2 separate regions of the Rattus norvegicus genome follow, and region 1 is linked to region 2. Evidence: chromatin contacts called from public Hi-C data. All regions are on one chromosome and are shown on one strand. Each heading gives the region's core, a stretch centred on a gene start, on an enhancer-like site or on the middle of the called end of the contact. The rest is flanking DNA. Distances are from core to core; before and after follow the strand shown.

Evidence for each region. Hi-C and Micro-C count contacts between places; a contact is called where the count stands out from the background.
Region 1: a contact with region 2 is called in a Hi-C map of liver, with 3 times the contacts expected there. The contact joins two enhancer-like sites. A contact is called at or near these places in 3 of 12 Hi-C or Micro-C datasets (kidney and liver).

The regions. Positions count from the first base shown.
Region 1 is chr6:104,525,989-104,531,171 of GRCr8, reverse strand. No RefSeq gene overlaps it. Among named protein-coding and RNA genes, the nearest start is that of Rpl36l6, 21 kb to the left of the region's middle. Within about 2 kb of position 2,436, at least 49 of the 93 cell types and tissues checked have an H3K27ac peak or open chromatin away from gene starts, as enhancers often do. A contact at or near this core is called in liver, where this site is marked.
Region 2 is chr6:104,102,867-104,108,038 of GRCr8, reverse strand. All of the region lies in intron 7 of Rad51b (RAD51 paralog B), which reads right to left. Among named protein-coding and RNA genes, the nearest start is that of Rad51b, 280 kb to the right of the region's middle. Within about 2 kb of position 2,973, at least 8 of the 93 cell types and tissues checked have an H3K27ac peak or open chromatin away from gene starts, as enhancers often do. A contact at or near this core is called in liver, where this site is marked.

The DNA.
Region 1 (5,183 bases), core at 1,187-3,686, 420 kb before region 2:
CCCATGCCCTGTGTGGGTGGCTTCTTCACGGGGGGGGGGGGGAGAGGGGAAGGTGATTGGGAGGGGGAGGTGGGGGGGGTTGGGAAATCCAGACTCAGGTCCTTACACTTGGGTGGCAAGCACTCACCAGCCATCTTTTCAATCCTGAAGATGAATTCTTAAAACTAATTCCACCTATTTTTTTTTTCTCTCTTCTCACCGTGGCAGGTAGAAAATGACTAGGTTGTGTGCTTAGCTTACCCTTGGGGCTTGCTTTCTTCGTGGTTTTTTTTTTTTTTAACCAATAGCTGCCAGCAAAGTATCAGACTGTGGTTTAGACACAACAGGGTGAAGCCCTGTGTTCGGTGGCCATGCTGTCCAGAACTCCCTCTCCCTCGTAAAGCAGGCAAAAGCAGACTATCCTGGGAGAAATAAGGGCCATTCCAGGGAGAGGAAGTTGGGGGTGGGGGGAAACAGAGGGTGGGGATATGGGAGGAGCCCCATCCGTTAGCTAGACTTGTCCTGCTCATCTATGATTGGATCAGATCGCCCATTCATCTGAAATTGCAGGGAGGCCCTCATTCAATCACCCTAAGTGGAATCTGATCTTTATCTCGGGATAAACATTCCAAATGGAAGGTGAGTGCTGGCAGATAAGGAAGATAAGAAAGCCATATGGCCCTGTCACTGGAGGCTCCCCGGGGCTTATTCCTATAAGGATTAATGAGTCTGAAGGGGATCTCATAAAGTGCTGTCTCTGGAGAAGGCAGAGCCTTCCAAACCCCTACGTGGGCCTGTGAACTGTCCACAGACATGGAAGGCTAGAACTCAGACCTTGCTGTTGCAGCTCTCTGGCCTCAGTGGGGGCCTCCCGTCTGCTCTCTCCATCTCTCTCCATTTCCAAAGGTTCGCTGCGATCAATGTCTATACTGCACTGAGTATCCCACCCGCATCCCTGTTTATGGCTCTGACCAGTAATGTCTGCCAGGATGGTATGGGAGAGGCATTTCCAGGTTGAGAGTTTTCTTTGGGTCTGTTAGGACCAGGAGACCCAGGGAAGCTCGAAATCCCAGGCATGGGCGAGGGCAGGTCATATGAACTCCTAAAGGAAAGGGATCTGGGGCAGAGGAGAGAGGGAGGGGAGAAGACTTTCAAGTATGTCCTCTATACCCTGGTGTCAAAAGGCACTCCATCCTGCATTCCTCTGGTGCTGCTGCTCCTGCACCACCGTTCTGACTCGCCGTGGACGTCTAGGTTTACAATCGAGTGCTCCCAGAATAGGAGCAGCATCCAAACTGGGTCAAGGAAACCAATGGTAACAGGAAGAGTAGCCTCTAGAGTCTGAGGGTCTACTTTATCTCAGTGTCCCCACAATATACCAAAAAGGGAAACTGAGGCTGGGAGAGGCTGAGAGGTCGCCCGAGTCTGCATACACAGTAAGTGCTGAGGCCAAACCCAAAAGGTCAAACCTTAGAGCTACAATCTTGATGCAGAGAGGGGCCTGACACTCAATTATTATGTCCTGTCTTCAACAGTCTTGGTCAATGTTAGGGAATCAGAAAGGACTCGATAAGACTCTTCCAACCCTCAGGTTGGACAGCCCCATGTTAATGTGGGCAGTTGTGCCTGGCTGTCAAGCAAGCCAGTCTGAGCTGGATTCCATACTTTACTTGCTGACCAACCCAAGCCTAATGCTGTTCCAACAGCTCTGGCCAGGAAGAGACCACCCTCCGGACCCCTAATCCAGGACGCGCAGGGGAAGTAGAAAGAGCTGAGGAGGGAATGTGGGGCCCCAGAGTTCCATCCCTGGGTTTCCCTGCTTCAGGCTTGCTCTGGCCAATGGTCTTGGTTTCAGTCTTCTCTGTGCTCTGAGCACATCTAAACATTTGGAGAAAAACAAGAAAGTGAACAATAGGCGCTTGTGGGCTGGAGAACAGGCCTGACTTCCCCCTGGGACTCGAGCGCTGTTCATAAGCTGCCCCAGCTGCACTCTCACGGTTGGGATGTCACTGGGGCCTGGCTGAATTACAGCCTTGTCCTCCATGGGGTCTGCTACTGACTCCTTTCATACCCAGGGAATGCAAATGTTGGTAGGGGGAACTGGGGCTGTGCACAGAGGAAAGCATGTTTTCCTGCCTGGAGTTTGGGGAATCAGACAAAAAGGACACAGACAGACAGACAGACAGACACAGACAGACAGACAGACACAGACAGACAGACAGACAGACAGACAGACAGACAGACACACACACACACACACACACACACACACACACACCCCTACTTGGTACGGAAGCTCTGCCAAACCATCTCCTGACAGATGTGTACTAACCAGAGAAGTTTGCCCCACAGGAAAACAAAACAAAACAAAAACAAAACCCCAGCTCTCTATCGAGTGGACTCTGGGCACAGCCCCAAGGAGCTCAGAGTCCACAGGACCTGGAGAGCAGAAATTGCCTCCTGTGTGCCAGAGGAGTTTCACCAGGAGGTGGTAGCATAAGTACCCCATGAGTTATAACACTGAGGAAGGGGGGGCCAAAGGGGACTTCTGAGCTGGCCCCTCTGAGACTGTTGCTTCTCACCATTACAGCCTAGGTTGCAGGGATTAGAACAGAGAAATACAAAACAGAGCCCAGACACCTCAGCTAGGGCTGAGCGGTGGCACCATCCATACCCAGTAGGACTAAGTTCCCTTGTCAAGAGTTCCTCACCTTGTCAAACCCAAGAGGTTCCTAGGACCGGAGGCAGCTTTGAGCAGTGTCCCGTCTATGTGGTATCCCATGAACAGGCCCCAGTGTTTTTGGAGTGGCCGCCCAGACATCCCATCATAGTCTCAGGAGGGTGAGTAGCCCTTATACTCACTCGACCTCCCTCCCTGAGCAACGTTTTGGATCTGAGAGCACTTCTGGGTTGTTTGTGCCCAAGGAGAGGAGGAATTTAGCAAGAAGTCTGTGGCTGGGGGACAGTACGTTTACTTTCTGAAAGGATTAGTGAAGGACCATCCAGGGGATGTGAGCGGCACTGTTGTAAGAGCTGGGACCGGAGAGGTTAGAGTGGTTAAGAGGACTTCCAAGAAGGACATGAGTAACAAAGTGGAGGAATTCAGAACAAATGAGTTGACTTCTAGAGAGCAAAGGCAAGGATTTAGTGTCTAATAACTCCAAAATGGCTGTTAGGTCCCACTAAATGTGAGATTCCTCCCTTTTCCTGCCCCAAATAGTTTTGGAGACAGAATAGTCTTCTTCTTTTTTTTTATTTGAATTTTTACGAGTGTCTTGTCTGCATGTATGTATGTACACCCGAGGAGTGCCTTGGAGGTCAGGAGGATCCTTTGGAATTGGAGTTATGGATGGCTAGAAGCTGCCACGGACTGCTGGGAACACAATCCAGGTCCTTTGTAAGAGCAGCAATGCTCTTAACTTGAGCCACTGCTCCAACGGTGGGATAGTGTTTTTATGTAGCCCAGGCTGACCTCAAACTCTCATTCTCCTGTCTCTGTCTCCAGAGTGCTGAGATTTGATGGAATACACTACATACCTGGCTCTTAGTGTATTTGTTGGCCGCGTGGGACTGTGAAAACTTCATGGTCTCTGCACTTCTGAACTGAGCTCCATTCCTTCCAGCACATTAACATGAGGCTTTGTTCCTTGTCAGGGAGCTGGGCTGAGTCCCACAGGGGCCGTGTCTCTAGGCACCCCGATCTTCTCATACTCAATGCTCTCCTGAAAGTCCACTCATCTAACACAAAGGAGGCAAGCAAGCCGTCTGCATGCGTGTTTGAAGGGGACACTCTGTTCCTTGGAAGTAAAACAGCATTACCCTTGCATTTCTTGAATCACAATCTCCTGGTATCTTTTCCACCAAGCCTCCCAAAATTTCTATTAAATCGATGCAGCCTTAGAATTGAGTGAATACAGTAAAAGCCTAGTTTTACTCGCCTCTGAGACACGATCTTTGAACGTGTATGTCCACAGTTTCATGTGGGCTTTCCCAGTGTGTTCTTTCCCCCCCTCGCAATTGAACACACAGTTGTCTGGCTTAAATCAAGTGAGCATCTGAGTTAGGGCTAAATATTCTCCACTTTCGGCGCGCCTAATGACTTCCATCTTTGTTTAAATTATGTTAGGTCTGTGAGACCTGCCCTTCTTATCTCTAACATCGGCACTTCAATTTTCCATTTCCATTCAGTCTTAGGAAAGAATTAAGGTCAAAATGCAAGAAGAGATTCAAAGGCTCACACAAGCACCACCAAACAGGCAGCAGGTGAGACTGCAGAAATGGAATTGTTCCTTGGCAGGATCCAGTACCACAGATGTCTCAATGGCTTGTTCACCGGCCAACCTGGGATAGTCTGAAACCAGGGCTTGGCCCAAGAGCTTGGGATGGTGTTATATAAGTCAAGGGGAAACATAGGCTATTGCCAGAGTCAGAGGTCGAAGCCAAAGGTGACTAGAATGATCTCATCTTACGAAGCACAACAGGTGTAAACCCTGGCACCTCTTGTTTGCGTCGGCAAACATTGCCTTTTGATGAAGCTGTGGGTGAAGGTCACTCCCCACATTCCTGAATTTGGGGGTACATGAAAAGAGTGGGTCCTAGGACCCAGCACCCTGCTATGTAGCTAGAGAGACTGTGCATGTTTATCAGGAGGTTCAGTCAAGTGGCCAAGTTCTAGGCTACATTTTCCCTAAAATACATCGGCTCCAGGCTGCTCTGGTCACTGCATGACAGGGAAGCGGGGCGAGTTGCTATCATCTGCAGAGATAGGGGGCTTACGGCCAGCGGAGTGGTGAAAGGACACTTAGTATTCCTTAAAGGCGTTCTTCAGGAGACCAACAAGTGCCTGGAAACAGATCCCCGGGAAGTCTCTGCCACTTAGCAATTGGAGCAGGGATTGTACGGTGTGGTCCTTGTAAACTCTGCAGTTCCAGAGTGCATACTGAGACCCTTTCTCCTCAAAGTTCCCTGATTACCGAGACTCTCTCATCAAAGCTTTACTCTTGAGACAGAGCTCCTCACATGTGGAAAACATGTGAGGAAGTGGCAGGCTAGCAAGTTGGAGAGACAGAACTCCATCGCTGGGCAGGAGGGGGGACCTCCAACTGCCTCTTCCTTGTCTTTCTGAGTAGCTCAGGACAAGTTATTTCGTTGTCAAAAGAGGGCTGGTTTCTGACAGTCACCTCTATATTTAGGCATTGATTGGA
Region 2 (5,172 bases), core at 1,724-4,223:
AAAAGAAAGTAAATTTAAAATATTTCTTTTTAATTTGGTACATAAAATGTATCTTAAATGGGAAAGTCTTGCCAAAGCAGGGAACACTAACTGAGTCTGACACTTAAAACAAGCCTGAAGTCTTGGGCTAGATAAAAACAAACAAACAAACAACAAAATCTACTACGTCTCACTTATAGGAAGGAAATCACATACCAACAAGCAGTTATCTAATTGGAAAAGGGATGTGTGACATACACCGAAGTGTGGTATACAGCTCCTGGATCTTTAGAGGACTGATAAACACAGGAAGCATCTTAGAGTGCTTTGCCGGAAGGTGGTACTGGTTTTGTCTGTTCTATGTCAAAATGCCAACAGGCATACACCCTCCCACACCCTGTGCAGTCAGAGCCTGGGCATCGACATGATTCAGACCAGAGCAGCAGTTTTATCTATATCTCTCTGTCAGGGTGTTTCTTACTCAGCTCTGCAGCATCACTGAAAGCTCTGCCCTAGTTCTGGCCTCAGGGAATTCTGTTTTGCCTGAAAAAGTTAGAGAAGACGAGTTGGAGTTCTCAATAACCTGAAATAACAGCAACCAGGAGCCACATGGAAACAGAGGCAAGGAACTGACCTCTCAGCTGAGGGTCGTGGAAGAATGGCCTCCTCTCTTAGTTTACATTACTTTTGTTCAATCTGCAACATGCCAGCTATCAGCCAGCACCAGGAAGTCACACCCTCCAAATAAGCTTAAAAATTCCTTTGTTAACTTAATGCAACAAGAAAAAAATTTAAAAGATCCTACCAACAGATTAACTCGAGAGGGAATATGGTTCAACAGTTTAATCACAGTCCAGGTACTTGGACAACCAAAGACTTCATCAAGTCTCCAGTGGGTATTCACAAACAGCTAACTGCCTTCTTTGTTCATGAAATGGCTAGCAGAACAAACAGAGCAACAAAAAAAAGTATGCCCAGCACACGGCAAGGCCGGAAGGGCCAAACTAACGATAAATATTCTAAAGCATATTAATCTTTGCTTCACACATAATTAGTGCGTAGTGAACAATGTGCATAGTGGGTGGGTGGGACTTATGCTGTTAGGTTTCAAGAAACAATTACCGTTAATTGAGTTACTAGGAAGCAGTCATTTAAAACTAGCATTGTAATAAATGGGCCCAGAGGGGCAAAGATGTCTTATAAAATGCTACATCTAATTACTATGTTATGTATAAGTCCAGAAAAGGGAAAGGGTTTAAGTTTATTAAGTAGCCTCAGGGCAGGCAGGAGGATGTTTGGAAGGAAGATGACATGTGTAGTTACTGCAAACATGCAGAATGGAGCAAGGTCCTCATCGAAACGTAGGAACGTCAGGGAAAGGGCATGAGGAAGATGGTGTTAAGGTGACCCATTCTGCTCCTTCAATGGGTGGCCTCTTTTGGAGCCGTGTGAAGGATAGGTGCACTGAACACTTTAAGACACCTGAGTATGCAAATAATGCCGGGCAAGGTAACCGTGCATGCAGTGTTCTCAGCACCTGTACATCTGGTCCTCTCAGCAGGGGCTCGACCATCAATAAACAGAGCGTAATGATTAGTCAAAGGCTAGAAGGTCTGAACCATATAGACCAACTTAAACAAACTTAAGCATTAAAAGGCCTTTGCAGGGGGGTTCTTTGAAAAGGGTTTTTACTGTATTGCCCAGGCTGGCCTAAAACTTCTAACTCAGGCTGGCTTTATACTTAGGATGTTTGCCTCCATAGTGCTGGATTACAGGGGATTCCCATCACACCTGACTGACTGTAAGACTTTACTTATTTGTTTTTTGTTTGTTTATATATACTGCCAGGAACTTAACATTTTAAAGTTTACTTGCCCTTTGTTTCTATTTCTCCTTTTCTCTCTTCACCTCACTCAGGCACTACTCAATTTACATGGCTTGGAGAAGCTTTGCGATGATGCCAAAATTAAAGCAATCTTCTATATGCTCTCCTTGTAAATGGACATGACTAAGGCTGTTGCTAGTGAGAGAAGAGGTAACCACATATGACTACTTGCTTGTTTTTTGTTTTTTGTTTTTTTCTTTTAATAAAATAGGCCATTGAGGAAATCTCTGGTTATGGACCAGCATCAAGGATCATGCTAACCAAACAAGAAGAAAATATCTACGTGCCTGCACATGCACACACAGCCACATGGGTATGAGTGTGCACACCCCACACAAGACACTTGTGACACAGGTTCAGACAGAGGCAGCTGTGGATGGGATGGACTCCTTTCTGGCACCTAGAAAAATCTCCTTTCTTAAGCTTAAAGGGAAAACACCATTGAGTGTATTTGTAAACAGCATTTCCTGCTGTTTACGCCTGAAATTCAATGTGGCATTGAACATTTGGTAGCATCCTAGTTTGAAAACAACAACAACAACCTTTTACAGAAACAAATCTTAATCCTCTGTGTTACGGCTCTTGGCTTGCCATTCTGGTACTTATACTCTGGCCAGGGGACCTCCTTTGCTCACTTAGTGATGTGTCTCAATTGAGGATGACAAACTTGATGACAATATTACAAACAGAGTGATTTAAAACAGATATCATAGGGGAAAAAAAACCCCAGAACTCAGTCTTGCCATAGATAGCTAATTAATATGTCCTGGACCGTTGAAATAGATAGTCTTTCTGTGACCTGAAACAATCCAGAAGCCTTCTCTGGAAGTTAACCTGGGTGACCATGTGCTATCATCTGACTCCTTTCAAAGTGCTGGTTGTTTCATGACCGGTTACACCTAATTCTTGGAATCTGGAAGTCTGAGGTCCAGAATTTACCTTTCTGTGCTTACAGCACCTATCTTTACTTGAGGACTTTTCACAGTGAAATACTAACATCATAAATCCATGTGAGCTCCACCCTCTCTGGTGGTCAGGACTACCATAGGTGCTGGTAAGTTTTAGTGCCTAATGTTTACTCAGCCTTAAGTGACAGCCACTGTGCTCCTCCTCCTGCCTCGTGGAGAGATCGCATGATGGTGACTGCTGCTGCCAGAGGTGAGGTCACCAGCACAGCTCAGGCGGAAATCTTAGCCTCTTGGTTCACCATCACAGCACAAGGTTTATTATCTGATTTCCAGAAATGACAAGGATTTGAAAGCCAATTCTTTGACAATAATATTGACTAAGACTGATGTTTTAGAATTGGCTAAATCAGGACGTGAATTCCAGTTCTACCTGCTGCTGTACAGCTCAGTTTACTTTCCACAGCCCCAGAAGAGTATACGTGGTGTGTTTTCTAAGACACAGGCCTGATAGAGTAAGCCTCCACCTTACCTCCTAGGGGTCTCAGGATTAGATAGATTAGGAAGTCTGCCCACAGTCAGAGTCCAGACATGGGAACAGTGGATCTGCATGGAGGCCAGGCACAGTGGGAGATCAGCCCACTGCCTCAGAACTCTAGTAATTCACTAACAAAGGGCTAAATAAGCTTTATTGTCGCTGACCACAGTAGAAGAGCTAGAGGAGAAATTGGCAACGTCTCAACAATAGATATTACAAATCCTATCATAATTCATCTAGAAAGTGAATATCTGAAAAGTCCTACAGCCACTCACTTGGACACTTGGGTTTTACAAATGGGAAAGTATAGGCCCAGAAAGGAACCCATAAACAAAGGCAGTAGACGGGGCTAAACCCAGGTCAAATTAGGTACATATTTCCTTCCAGTATTCTGGAAATAGTAGGCATTGGTGATCCTGAGTATGTCTTAAGTCTGCCACCTAAAATGTAAACAGACAACATCGTCCTAGAATTTGAATTTGGCTGGGGAACCACAGAAGAACCTAAAGTACTGGGATCCTGGTGCCCTCAGCTGCATGTCTATCACTCAGTGGGAAAGGAAGGTCCTGGAGTGTGTAAGCAAAGCTTACGTATACAATATAAAACCTTAGTCATCCTCCCCAGTCTAAAGGCTGACCTCAGCCAGCTATACTTGGGTCACATTGTGAACTCATCCCCAAAGCAGGTGGGATGGCCATGGACAGGTGCACCCGCTAACTCGTCATAAGCCATGCCAACAATGAGTAAGATGGAAATGATCCTCCTGACACATTCAATACCTAAATTACTCTGCCCGGCTGGTGAAACTCAAATACTGGATCTCTGTGGTGTGCTCCGTTTTTTGCTATGAACACACCCACTCTCTGACTTTATGGGTCAAGAAAATGAACCTTGAATTCTTTCTCTCTTCTTAACAACAAAGATGAAAAGGAGAATTTGGCATTATACACTCGAGGTTGAAAAGCAAAACAAAAACAAAAACATAGGGAAGAATGTAGTAGATCTATATATTTAAAGGTCAGTATTTCAACTGAACCAACTTATTTAAGCCTTATTTCATTTAAAATTTAATCTTTCTGGGAAAGGCTGATCTCTAGGATTCAAAGTATAGCCAGAAAGAGAGAGAACATTCTGTTCCTTTCTCATGGATAAACATTAATATTTATATAAACTTAATACTATTATTTCAAAGGAGAATAAAGCTAAAAACTTCTATGAGGATTGTATCACCCGAGTTCACCAGCTATAATGTTAAATATTCTTGTGTAATGCAGCTCAGGGCCTTGCAAAGAGGATTAGTCAGCATGAGGTTTCAATTAGTTCTTTCAACTTATTCCGAGTTTAAATAGGTGGATCAGAATAGGTTTTCAGGCTTCACTGGAGAAGGTAACATTTGAGCAGAAACTTGAAGTGGGTGAGGGAACTAGTCATGTGCATATCAGGAGAAGAGCATTTTAGTTACTAATCTTGCCCCGATGGATAGTCCTGTCCACATGCTGTTGGCTTCACTCCAGCATTGTTCAGTATAACTTATACTATGGCCATCCCGTTTTAAAATAATGCTCATTAAAGTTATTTCAACACTACACCTAAGCTGCTCTTATATTAGTCTGGTGACACTGAGGTCTATGAAGAACATGTCCTTATCTTCGTAAGAATGATATTGTTTGCTTTCCCACTATTCTTACAACTACTTTTATACATCACTCAGAATGGACTCCGAAATCCACCAGGCAGTACAATGCTCCCTCACTTCCATCACACTCTAGACATGCAGAGTAAAAGTAGAATATACAAAATAAAAGTAAATGGCAACAGGAAGGTCACTGGGAAGATGGGAAAAGCAGGAATTAGTAGGTAGCCAC